Linked DNA regions of Mus musculus: region 2 is linked to region 1. Evidence: chromatin contacts called from public ChIA-PET data. All regions are on one chromosome and are shown on one strand. Each heading gives the region's core, a stretch centred on a gene start, on an enhancer-like site or on the middle of the called end of the contact. The rest is flanking DNA. Distances are from core to core; before and after follow the strand shown.

Region 1 (6,028 bases), core at 228-2,727:
GGCTGGCCTCGAACTCAGAAATCTGTCTGCCTCTGCCTCCTGAGTGCTGGGATTAAAGGTGTGCGCCACCATGCCCGGCACTATGACTAGTTTTAAAGCAACTTTATATTACACAATTTACACGTTACAAATTCACTTATTTTAAGTTCTCTCTCTCTCTCTCTCTCTCTCTCTCTCTGTGTGTGTGTGTGTGTGTGTGTGTGTGTGTAATAGAAACTAGGCCACAGAGTTCTGTGTATCAGGCTGGCCTCAAATTTGCTATTTGGCCAGGAATAATTTTGAACTTGTGATCCTCCTGCCTCTGCCTTCCTAGTGTTGGGATTACAGATGTGTGTCACCACCCAGGGGTCTGTTGAAGTCCATTTGAAAATGATCATCATCAGCCAGGCGTGGTGAGTTCCAAGACAGGCAGGGCTATACAGAGAAACCCTGTCTTGAAAACAAAGAAAGAAAGAAAGAAAGAAAGAAAGAAAGAAAGAAAGAAAGAAAGAAAGCGGTCATCAAATTACTGTTCGCTCAGAAGGAAAGCATTCCTGCCATGTGCAAGGCCCTGGATGTAATCCCCAACCCTTCCAAAAAAAATCATTAAATAAACACACTTGACCTAGTGGTTCCCAACCTGTAAGCAAGAGGATAAAGAGTTCAAGGTTATCCTCAGCTACACAGCCAATCCAAGAGCATACTCAAGGCCCTTTCACAAAATAAATAAATATTAAAAAAAAAAACTAATAAAGGTTTGGTTAACCATTAATTCAACAATGCTATCTGGAACAGTTAAGATGGCCGAGGCTCTGTTTTCATATAACCAGCTCACCACTGCTACCCTTTCTAGATGACTAGTCTTCATTTGACTACTGAATTTCGTTAACACGCATTCACTTGCCATATTACAGTTCCTTGCAAAGAGCCAGTAGTCAACGCAGCCCCTAAATGCCCTGGAACCCAAGCCAAAAAACCACGAAATCTGTGGCCGGTTTGCGTTCCAGCTCAGCCATCCACATCAGACAAGGTCTCCATCCTCCTTTCCATCTTTGGCAACAACCTTTTCCTAATCGTCACTCCGAGTCCAAACCTCACTCCCTCTCCTTTCCAGCCTCCTCTGACTCTGTCACCCAAACCTTTAAAAAAAAAAAAAAAAAAAAAAAAAAAAAAAAAAAAAAAAAAAAAAAAGCCACCGCCTAAACCAAACCACTTGACGTGCTGAGGGGAGTGTGTGGAGGTGTAAGTGTGTGGAAGTGACTGTGTGTGGAAGAAACCAATCGAGTCCCCCAAGGTGTCCATCTTGTGGAATGCCAATTAGGCCCGGCTGAGCGAACCAGAATCAACTTCCCAGTGCATCCCCGCACACAGTAGGCACGCCGATGAGGCTCGGGGGCAGCCAGGCTCTACTCTGTGCCCTGGCCCTACAGGCTCACTACTGCCAAGGAGACAGCACCCCCCGGCCGCGCACGGTGGTAGGAGCCACGCGACGTCACCCATTGTTTACAAATCAACCCAAGCCGGCAGCGTTCCGGCTCCCGCGGCTCTAAGGCGCGCGGTGCCACTGCCCGGTGGTCCCTGCCTAGCCCGGCTTGGGCCTCCGCCTCGCTCCCGCCCCAGCCGCGGCTCGCCGAGCCCGCGGCCAACCGAGCTGCCAGCGACGCCCGCACAGCCGCGGGGGCCCGGGCGGGGGGCCATGCCTTGCCGGAGGGAGGAGGAGGAGGAAGCCGGCGACGAGGCGGAGGGGGAGGAGGACGACGACAGCTTCCTCCTGCTGCAGCAGTCGGTGACTCTGGGTGGCTCGACCGACGTGGACCAGCTCATCGTCCAGATCGGCGAGACGCTGCAGCTGGACGCAGCGCACGATCGCCCGGCCTCGCCGTGTGCCGCCCCGGGTCCCCCGCCCCCGCAGGTCCTGGCGGCGCTGCCGGCGGACAAGACCGGGACCCCAGCTAGGAGGCTGCTGCGGCCGACGGGGTCAGCGGAGACCGGGAACCCTGCGCCCCCGGGGGCCGTGCGCTGCGTGCTAGGGGAGCGCGGGCGCGTGCGGGGACGGTCGGCGCCCTACTGCGTGGCGGAGATCTCCCCCGGCGCCAGCGCGCTGCCCCAGCAGCCGGGCCTTGACGGACCCCCGGGGACCGGCAAACTAAGCACCCCGCAGCCACTGTCGGGCCCGTGCCGCCGGGGTTGGCTCCGGAACGCAGCCGCGTCCCGCCGCTTGCAACAGCGACGCGGATCTCAGCCGGAGACCCGCACTGGCGACGACGACGACCCGCACCGGCTCCTGCAGCAGCTCGTGCTCTCGGGAAACCTCATCAAGGAGGCGGTGCGCAGACTTCATTCGCGACAGCTACAGTTACACGCAAAGCTTCCCGCACACCCGTTCCTCGGGCCTCTGTCAGCCCCAGTGCATGAGCCGCCTTCGCCCGGGAGCCCTCGCGCGGCCTGCAGCGACCCTGGCGCTTTCATGGGGAGGGCGCAGCTCAGAACTGGGGACGACCTTCTTGTCCCTGGCAGCTAACAACCTAAGTGGCCACAGCACCAGCCTGTAGCCGGGGACCAAGGGATTTACCCAGGGCTTCACCCAGCCGGAGCTGGTGGTGGACTCGAGCATTATTTGGAAACGGGAAAATAAGCTAAGGAAGACAGCCGAAATATCGCAGATATTTTCATGGGTAACTGAAATTGAAAGCCCCGAACTGTTTGAAACCCAGGACTTAGGTTTGTTTAAAGCAGAATCTACAGAGCGCACCGCAGGCTGTCAGCAGGGCTCCTTTTTTTTTTTTTTTTTTTTTTTTTTTTGGCGTGATTCAACCTGGTCGCTGCAATTCCACGCAGACTCTCCTGGCCAAGCGGGGACCACGTGGCCACGGTGCATGCTCTCAGGATCGGCTCAGCCTGCTATGGAACGAAGGACGATGATCCCCATTACTTGCTGTACTTTTTCAGGGCTGGTTCCTGATCCATTTTCGGGGAGGGGGAAACAAGAGTGGACTTAATTTCGGGGGGCGCCCCCCCTCCAAAATGCCACACTTGAACATTTAACGACAGTTAAAAGACCATCTCATCATCCTTTGCGGTGCTGGTTTCAATGTAAAACATGCGGTACAACGAGAGGACCCTCTTGGGGCTGAATAGAAGTAACCGTTTTTTTGTCCGTTCCCTTTTTCTTTCAAAGGGTTGCTGTTAGCAGAGTGTTGAGGGAAAGCTGCACCCCATGAGTGTAAGGTGGAGACAGCAGTGAGCTGTGTTGGGTAATGGAAGGGTATGGCGAAGCAAGGAGTGACCCCCTCCTGCCTTCGTAAAGTGTGTTTTTAAAGGAGACCCATCCCTTTGGGGGTTCAAGGTCACTGTTTCCTGGGTGTGCACCGTGTAGTGGGACTCCAACACGGAGACAACCGAATGGCCTTGCTAGGAAGAGAGCACACTGTTTTGCAAATGCAAGAGTCCCCTAAGGACGCTCCCGCCACATCCCAGAGGAGGTGGGGATGGCGAGTGCTGAGTGTGCTTCCCGTCCGAGGCCACCGCCCCTGCCCCTCCACCTGGCTTGCAGACAAACTGCCTTGAGACAGTGACCGAGTACCACCTTTCCCCCTTGGTTCTGCTGCCCTACTCAAGCAGGGTGGCGCTGATGATGCTAGGGGCCAGGGTAGGGGATTGGGGAGATTCCACATAATGGGCACTCCAGGGACACAGCTTGGGACACAGTCTCACACAGCCTCTTCTAATGGGCTCTCGGGGCCATTTGTAATAACAGCTGCAGTTCCCTGGATAGACAGAGTTGATTTCCTCCTGACCCTCCCCCAGCTGTGCCAGCTGGCCTTTGTAAGGGAAGGAACCCTAGTAGAAAATGTGACCCTCCAAATGGGAAAGCTGCAGGTTTTTCTGCTATTGTGACTGTGAAGTGCTTGGAAACACTGTTCACTCTGAGCGACCATTTCGTTTTAGTTTTCTGGAGTCAATGGCTTGTTCAGCATCCAGATGTGGCTGTTGACATATCTACACTTCGCACCGGAGTGACTGGAATTGTGGCTGTCCTGATTATAGGATTTTAACTGAAATAACTGTTTTTGAATAAATGTGTTGGGTTCCCCTCACACACACCCCCACACCCCGGCTTTTATTTTGTACTTGCCTCCAGTGCGAAAGATGAACAGAACACATTTCTCTGATCTCCATAAACATGAAAACACTTGAAATCTCTGTCGGCTTGGCTCGAGGCTGGTAATTAGAGGCCTTTGTGTCTGAGCAGCTCAGTAGTTAGATGAGGTCTGTGCAGCTGGGTGTGTGTCGGTGCTGGCATGAAATTAAATGAAACTGAGGTCAGGTTTTGGACCAATCCCATTCAGCAACCTCAGAGCCTTTTGGGTGCCGGGGAGGACATCAGAGCAGTCTGGGAGGCTAACTGCTCCACCTACGTGGACCCAGCTCTTCTGGCACCCCTTATCCCCCCCAGCCCCGTGCGCCCACCTCTTCTGGTGCCCTAATGGGGTTGTTGACCAGGTGCTACCCAAGATATAAACCCAGTGGTAGGAACACTGGTTGAGATCTTATCAAATGACACCTCCCTCCTTGTCCTTAGTACATTTGCTACCATCCTGTCCTGGCGATGACACGATCGCCCCGTTCTGCCCTTTTCTGAAATGCTGCAATCTGTTCCCTTAAGGAAGGAGCTGAGTTAGATATAACAAAGGCTGAAGTGGAGCAGGGACCTTGGAGAAGTATTGGGGACTCCGTGGCTTTTCCATTTCCTCTCCTGTGCCACACGGACAGTGAGATACAGCCTGCATGGTGGCAGCACAGAATGGTTGGTAGTCCCTAGCCCTTCCTTTCCAGAACTGGCTCTAAGTAGCCAGGTGACTGGGGGGGGGGGGTCCTTGATTTTTCATTCAATGGAAACCCACTCGTTGGAAGCATTGTCTGTCTTGTGTATTAGATGTCAATTCTTCTGATTCGATGTACCATTGTAGCTTATATCCATCAGACACAGAGGGGCAGCTTCTGAATATATCAAGCAGATTATGTCCCATGAGCCATGATGGGGGACAATTATGGGGACTCACAGACAAGGAAGGAGCCTCTGTAGTGCGGTGCTGAGATTGTGTGGATGGTGGTCCGAGGTTCTGGTGTGGGCATAGCCCTGAGTTTTTAGTTATGGAGGAACTTCTCAGAGGTCTAAGTCTAAGCAATCCAGGGCCTTCTCTCCATCACCAAGCTATCCATGATCGAATGCTAAGGCACTGAAGAACCAGATCTCTTGGAAGCATGGTAGTTCATGTTTATATTCCAGTACTTGGGGAGCTGAGACGGAAGGATTGGTACAAGTTCCAGGCCAGCCTAGGCTATAGAATGAGAACATATCTATAACAGCCAGAGCTCACCCCTACAGGCCTCCCTGTAAAGATGAAACAAACCAGGCTTGGTACGTGCTCATAATCCCAGGCACAGACAGGAGCATCAGGAATTCAGGGTCATCCTTAGTTACATACTAGAGCCAGCTTGGGCAACATAAGACCCTTGCTTTCTAAAGGTAGGTGTCAAACTAATAGATACTATGCATAGAGATAGTATGTAGTTGAAATACAGTATAGTTCTGAAAATCTTTCTATAAAAATCCTGCCAAGACCTGAGGACCTAACAGTAGTCAAGCTCCTACCTAGAATATATACATGGCCCAGAATTACACACACACACACACACACACACACACACACACACACACAGAGAGAGAGAGAGAGAGAGAGAGAGAGAGGGAGAGAGGGAGAGAGAGAGAGAGAGAGCCACAGTAAGCATAGTGGCATGCATTTAGTTCCAACTCCTCCGGAGGCTGAAGCAGAAAGGGGTGGGTCAGCCCTGGGGTTTGGTTTTTGGTTTTTGGTTTTTGGTTTTTTGGTTTTTTGAGACAGGGTTTCACTGTGTAGCCCTGGCTGTCCTGGAACTCACTTTATAGACCAGGCTGGCCTCGAACTCAGAAATTTGCCTGCCTCTGCCTCCTGAATGCTGGGATTAAAGGTGTGCGCCACCACGCCCAGCTTGTTTGTATTTTTTA
Region 2 (6,713 bases), core at 3,175-5,674, 45 kb after region 1:
TTTTGTTTAAATCGTTGTATATATACTGCATTAAAAAAAAGTCAAAGGGCTGAGATCTGATGCCCTCTTCTGGGGAGTCTGAAGACAGCTACAGTGTACTTACATATAATAAATACATTAAAGGGGGGGGGGCTGGTGAGATGGCTCAGCAGGTAAGAGCACCCGACTGCTCTTCCAAAGGCCCTGAGTTCAAGTCCCAGCAACCACATGGTGGCTCACAACCATCCGTAATGAGATCTGACACCCTCTTCTGCTGTATCTGAAGACAGCTACAGTGTACCTACATATAATAAATAAATCTTTTAAAAAAATTTAAAAAAAAAAGTCAAGCTGGGCAGTGGTGGCACACGCCTTTAATCCCAGCACTCGGGAGGCAGAGGCAGGAGGATCTCTGAGTTCAAGGCCAGCCTGCTCTATAGAATTCCAAGACAGCCAGGGTTATATAAAGGAACCCTGTCTCAAAAAACAAAACAAAACACCAAAACAACAACAACAAAATTCATAAGTTAGTATAGAGAATATATGAAATAAAAATAAAAATGTGTGCTCAGGAGAATCTGAGGAGCCAGAATGTTCAGGGTGGCCTTATGGGTTAGCTTCTTAGATCGGTTTCTATGCTTCCTCAATAATGGTCACTATATGAATAGGCTAAAAGCCCTCAAGTGTATAAATGAGCATCATGCCAACAGAGCACCTGTTCCTCTGTGGAGACCCCTACCTTTAGTGCCATCTTCTTCCTCCACCTTGTTTCCATCTTCCTCCTCCCGTATGATCAGCCGGCCATCAGCACTCAACTTGAAGCCATGGTCCCTCTTCTTGCCCCGCCCAGGCCCAGGCTGGGTGGCTAGTGAAGTGAGGTGAGACAGGTCAGTCCTAGTCAACTCTTCCTCCCTCGGAGCCCCCCCAACACCAAAGCTCTCAACTAGGGGACTTTTAGCCCTTGCCCACAGGCCATCCTCAGAAGCCAACCCCTGCCTACCACCCATGAATCCAGCAACAGGGGAGGTCAACTCTGGGTTCCTAGGTCAGCTGTTCTTGCTCACCAAGGACTCGATGGGCCACCTTGGGATCCAGGAAGTTGAGGGGCTCATCGCCACCACCTTCCTTCAGCCATGCCCGGCTCCTCTGTCGTGCCAGCTTCCGCTGCTCCTTGCCCCGGCCTCTTTCTTCTTCCTCATCCTCATCCTCAGAGTCAGCCAAAATCTCCTCAATGCTAAATTAGAGAAGTCTAACATCAACGCACTCCTGGGACAGAGGGGACCTAAGGCACTGCCAGGACAGAATTTGGGTGGGGGTAGACTAAGGCCTTGGGGCTGAGCCATGGTCTTACCTGTCACCTTTGCTCTGGACAGGCTCCTCTTCCTCTTCCTCCTCTTCCTCCTCCTCTACAGCAGCCTGGCTCAGGGCACGATGCTTCTTGGCTCGGGTCTCAGCTTTCCTGATGTTTATCAGGACTTTGTGGTATTCTGCGGGTAGCAGACCCTTCACCAACTCGAATCTGAGTGGGACAGAGAAGAGTTGTCTAGAGGTTGCCAAGGACCCCTCCTCAGGGGCAGGAACTGTTCAGGAAGCTAACTTTCCCTGTGGCCCCTAAGAGACCAAGGGTCCCATCCTCCAACCCTACCCCATTCAAGCACAGACCCAAACTTGCGGGTGAACTTGATGAACAGGTTCCGAAGCTTCATCCGGAAGTGCCGTCGCATGTCATCTGACAACTTCCCAATGGCTTCCATCTAGCAGACAGAGCACCAGGGTGTCAGAGCGAGCTCGGGGCCTTCTGCCCTGCCCATCTGTCTTTGCTGTACAGACCAGTGTACAGTACAGCTGAGCCTAGCGAAGGGGAGGTACTGGCTGCCCTGTTCTCAGGCCACCGCTTCCCTGGCTCAACTCCGTTTCCTTACTCTGGAATCCCATCTTTCCTCTATGCCCTTTCACACCACAGCTGTGATTATCCTTCCGAGGCGACAACTGAACACCCTCCATGTGTCCTTCCCAGGGTTCTTTCACAGCAACTTGATGGGACAGAAACCTATACCAATACAGGCTCACCCGACTGCCAAGTGGCCATAGAGGCCCCACTTAACCCACTCAGTCCACTTTGCCAGCTACGACCCAGCATCCTGAAGTCACATGCTCCCTTTCTATCACGCAGTCGTGCTCATCCAGGCCCAGATGGTGACACATGGGAGTGGCAAACCTTATTATCTGTAAGGTCTGCCTGCAGTGGGGGCAGAGAACAAGGTCCCCACATACCCTTTAGTAGGATTCGGGAAGTTCTAAATATAAAGAGATCCAGTAGATCTCCACCCTAGCCTTGCCTTAAGCCTTTGGCTCCCAGTGAGGCTTCTGGAGAATATCTATCCCTGCTTTCTTCCTGGAAGCTAAGGTTTGACTCAGAAAAGATATGCAAAAGAGATCTGAGGGCCATGTGACTCTGCCAGCTGGAAGTGGAAACTGTTAGCAAGCAATTCCAGCTTGCAGGGAGTGTGTCCCTAATTTTCAGCTCCTCTGTGCCCTGGCAGGGATAGGAAGAGTGACCCTACAAAGAGCGAGTGCAGTCTTGAGACTAGACCTTGAAAATAAGTACCTGCCTGGTTCTCTATCTGTACAACATTGGAGAAGCCCTGTCCCTTGGCCTAAGAGACACTATAAGCATTGTGCCTTCTTTGTCAGTCAGCACTCTCCTACAAGCCCCTCTAAGGCTCCTTAATGTCCTTCTGCTGCTCAGAGCGTAGTGAAAACGCTCTGAACTAATATGCCCAGAGTCCCTCCCGCAGAGTCCATTCTTGCCCCCCAGTGAACACAATGGAGCCTCACCACTAGCTGCACATGCTTAGCAAGGTGCACCACGTCCATGACCACCACAGCAACCTTGATGAAGCCTAGCGCGGACTTGACCACATCACGGGTTCGAGAGGCCAGCAGCAGGCACACGTTCTCCAGGAGCTGCTCCACTGTGCTGGTCCCCATCAGCCCTGTGCACAGGGGCTGCTGTCAGATACCAGAGCCTCAAACCCAAGAGCCACCCACGGGTCCCCATCAGCCCTGTGCACAGGGGCTGCTGTCAGATACCAGAGCCTCAAACCCAAGAGCCACCCACGGGTCCCCATTAGCCCTGTGCACAGGGGCTGCTGTCAGATACCAGAGCCCCTCAAACCCAAGAGCCACCCACGGGTCCCCATCAGCCCTGTGCACAGGGGCTGCTGTCAGATACCTGAGCCCCTCAAACCCAAGACCCACCCAGGGGTCAGATGTTCTCAGGGCCTTTCTGGGTCTAACAGCTTGAACACCACCCATGGAGTATCCATACATCTTTTATCTTAGAGACTAGCAGGGGTTCTGAGAGGTTAGTAAAGATGCTCAAAGTTTGATGTGGTTGGTAAGAGGAGGGACCAGAACTAAGACATAGGGACAGGCCAACCCTCTTTCTGACCAATCTGACAAAAGTCCCAGGACACTGGGGCCTAAAGCTGATGGGTGGTGCGAATGTAAGGATGAAGGGAGAATGTTGTGGGAAGAGACTAGGAAGCAGACAGGCCGGGTTCTGGGTCTGTTTGCTGCATCCTGATGCTTTTCCCCATTCTGGCATCACCCTGTCCTGATGTTTGGAGCACTCTTTACCATAACAGCACCCTTCAGGTAAACACTTACCTTTGAACTCAAACAAGAGGTGGGTCAGAGCCAAAATGCTGCAACTAACTGTGGTAACTGCACCCAGAAGGCCAGGATAGATGAGGACAAGGTACCGCTGCAGAGCGTCTGAGGACAGAGAGTGGGACAGTTACTCGAAGACAGGGTGCTCAGGGATGGGTACTATTGGCCTTCAGTGCAGTCCACTCAAAGCCACAGGCAGAACAAGACAAGGCGTTCCCTCCACCTTTTCTCTTAAGACTGGACAGAGGCTTTAAGACTTTTCTCTCACTGGGCATGGTGGCGCACACCTTTAATCCCAGCACTTGGGAGGCAGAGGGAGGCGTATTTCTGAGTTCGAGGCCAGCCTGGTCTATAGAGTGAGTTCCAGGATAGCCAGGGCTACACAGAGAAACCCTGTCTCGAGAAACCAAAAAAAAAAAAAAAAAAAAGTCTTCTCTGGGCCAAGGCAGTTTGTCCACCCCAGCTCTCAGTCCACAGCCCACACTCTCACCTTCCTGGTTGGAGCCAAATCGCAGGAAAGCATGGCCCATCTCCACCAGCAAGGTAAACGCACTCTTCCTTGCACCCACTGACACCTCCTTGGTGCACAGGATCACCTGGCCAAACAGCCTTTGTCAGGACATGGAACTGAGGGGCAGCCTGGGTGAGCTCTTCACGCCTACACATGCACTAGGCAGTGAAGGGAGCGTGTGCTCCCACTGTTACCTACAGCCCTCCCTCCTCGGGCCTCTCTTGGAATCCACACTAAGAAACCACAACCCACATCCCTCCACAACCCCTCACCTCTGGGATGAGGGCAGCTATGAACTCCTCATGCTCAGCCGACAGCGTCTTCACAATATGTATGAGGCACTTCAAACGGGGCTGTGGGCACAACAACAACACCGGGGTCCTCCAGTGTCACCCTGACCCCTGGGCGTGCCTGTTGACGCCCTCCCTCCCTTGCAGACGAGGCAGCCCGGAACCCTTACCCTTTTAGCAGGCGAGGATGTGGTCCGAAGCGAGTCCAGCAGAGTCTTCTTCAGATCATCCAGGTGGCTCTGCACGAAGCGGGCTGCCGGGCCCTGAGAACTGGCACACACCTCCTCCAGCACGCGGTAGGCCTTCTTCTGTACACCGTGGACCTTGCTCTTGAGAGGGCAAACGAGACGTGGAGATAATAAGGAAGGGGACTGGGTTCCACTCCATCCTGTGACATTCCCCAAGCATCTACTAGAGAGGATTCAGAGAGAAGCTGGTCTGGAAACAGGAGCCATAGCTTCAGGGACAAAGCCAGACTGGATTTCCAAACCATTCTCACCACCACTAAATAACATATAAGGGGGCTGAGGCCAGGGCTCAGTGATTCAAAGTACTTGTTCTTTTAAAGGACCCACTTCCATTCTCAGCACCCACATGGCATCTCACAACTGTCTTAAACTCCACTTTCACAGCTTCAGGGGAGCTGCTGCCTTCTCATCTATGTGACACCAGGCACATAATGCAGGCAAAACACACATAAAATAGAATCAAATCTAAGAAAATAAAAGTAATAAATAGCAGACACCCAAGCCTGGGCACAGGCATCAGAATATAGGGAGATAGACCTGGCACTCTCTGACTAGCACGCTCTCCTCTAAGCTGAAGGAGTTCCCAGGCCTCGCCAGCTCATCCCAGCCTGCCCTGACATCTGTGTCCGCCTGCACACATCTTCCTCTAGCTACTATACAAACTGGCGGGGAGCAGGGAGACTGGTCCTCAGGAGGGTGCTACTGGGCTGAACACTGCACATTGTAAGCATTTTCGACAGGGCAGTGAGAATGAGCAAAGGCATAGGCAGGCCAGCTCTAAACAAGATCTTGGGGGTGTGGCTCAGAGGGCATGCCCAGCATCCAGGAGAACCTGAGTGCATCCAGGAAAAAAAAAAGGAAAAAGGAAAAAGAAAAGAGAAAAGAAAGAGAAAGGAGGGGCTGGTGAGGTGGCTCAGTGGGTAAGAGCACCCGACTATTCTTCCGAAGGTCCAGGGTTCAAATCCCAGCAACCACATGGTGGCTCACAACCATCCGTAACAAGATCTGACTCCCTCTTCTGGTGTGTCTGAAGATAGCTACAGTGTACTTACTATAATAATAAATAAAGTCTTTAAAAAAAAAATTTCCTTTAAAAAAAAAAGAAAGAGAAAGGAAAACCAAACGGCCCAGGACAGTGGCTCAGCGGTAAATGTGCTGATCGGGTGCTTGCTTCTGAGCCTGACAACCCGAGCTCAATCCTGGGCACCCACAGAAGGCGCAAGGAGAGAACCGAGTCTACACAACTGTCCTCAGACTCTCACCACCCTCAGCTTAACACACAAATGATATGTGAAATAAAACTTAAAAGGAGGTAAACATGAAAGACTTATCTAGGCCTCAAACTCTCTAATGAAGGCTAGGTGCGGAGGTGTGACCTGTAATCACAGCACTTGTGAGACAGAGGCAGGAGGATGAGGAGTTCCAGGCCAGCTTTCAATACAGAGGAAGTTCAAGGCCTGTTTAAGATATATTCGTATCTCAAAGAACAGTCTGGTGAGGCTACAGTTGGTCAAAGGTGGAAGAAGGCAGAATGGGAGGGCTGAAGGCTGGGGCAGGCCTAGAATGGCAACAGGAAAAGAGTGTAGCCTTTGTTCTACAAGACACACCTTGGCACAGGCTAGGGCACAGCTGTACATCCTAGTGACAGATGGGCAGGGAGAAACCCTAAGGGAAACCACTGTGGGAGTAGCCAGGGCGAGATCTGGGCACGTAGCATGGATGGAGACAAGAAGAGCTCACCTCAAGGTAGGGCCGGATGGTAGAGTATAGCTTACTGATGGCAGCTTCATCCGAGTAAGGAGCCAAAGCCACAACCAGATCCAGGACAGACAATCTGCCAGAGTGACAAACAGGAGGGGCTTAGAGGACGAGAGAAGGACAGAGCTGTTTCTACTCAGGGCTGGGCCCAGCCCCTGCCTCCCAATCCCAGAGGCATTTGCGAATGGTAAGCAAGGAAGGTAGCGCTACTCAGGGAACCCTCAGAGCACCAGGTGCTCTACACAGCTAGCT

Evidence for each region. ChIA-PET counts read pairs in DNA pulled down with a chosen protein or histone mark.
Region 2: an RNA polymerase II ChIA-PET map of effector CD8 T cells shows a contact between it and region 1, with 9 read pairs. The contact joins the enhancer-like site here to the promoter of Frat1 in region 1. A contact is called at or near these places in 1 of 15 datasets of contacts at CTCF or cohesin (the G1E-ER4 cell line), 5 of 484 Hi-C or Micro-C datasets (CD4 T cells, cerebral cortex, forebrain and 2 more), 10 of 115 datasets of contacts at active chromatin or transcription factors (CD8 T cells, the HPC-7 cell line, the SCID.adh cell line and 5 more) and 2 of 9 other capture datasets (adipose tissue and liver).

Annotation. Positions count from the first base shown.
Region 1 is chr19:41,828,493-41,834,520 of GRCm38.p6, forward strand. Frat1 (frequently rearranged in advanced T cell lymphomas) reads left to right here and starts at 1,478. Exons shown (of 1, transcript NM_008043.3): 1 at 1,478-4,091. The coding sequence starts at 1,676. The coding sequence ends at 2,500.
Region 2 is chr19:41,870,092-41,876,804 of GRCm38.p6, forward strand. It overlaps Rrp12 (ribosomal RNA processing 12 homolog (S. cerevisiae)), which reads right to left. Exons shown (of 34, transcript NM_199447.2): 20 at 6,444-6,537; 21 at 4,626-4,784; 22 at 4,438-4,518; 23 at 4,145-4,250; 24 at 3,652-3,759; 25 at 2,818-2,975; 26 at 1,642-1,733; 27 at 1,331-1,498; 28 at 1,044-1,213; 29 at 719-844. Among named protein-coding and RNA genes, the nearest start is that of Rrp12, 23 kb to the right of the region's middle. Within about 2 kb of position 4,425, at least 25 of the 459 cell types and tissues checked have an H3K27ac peak or open chromatin away from gene starts, as enhancers often do. A contact at or near this core is called in CD8 T cells, the SCID.adh cell line and effector CD8 T cells, where this site is marked.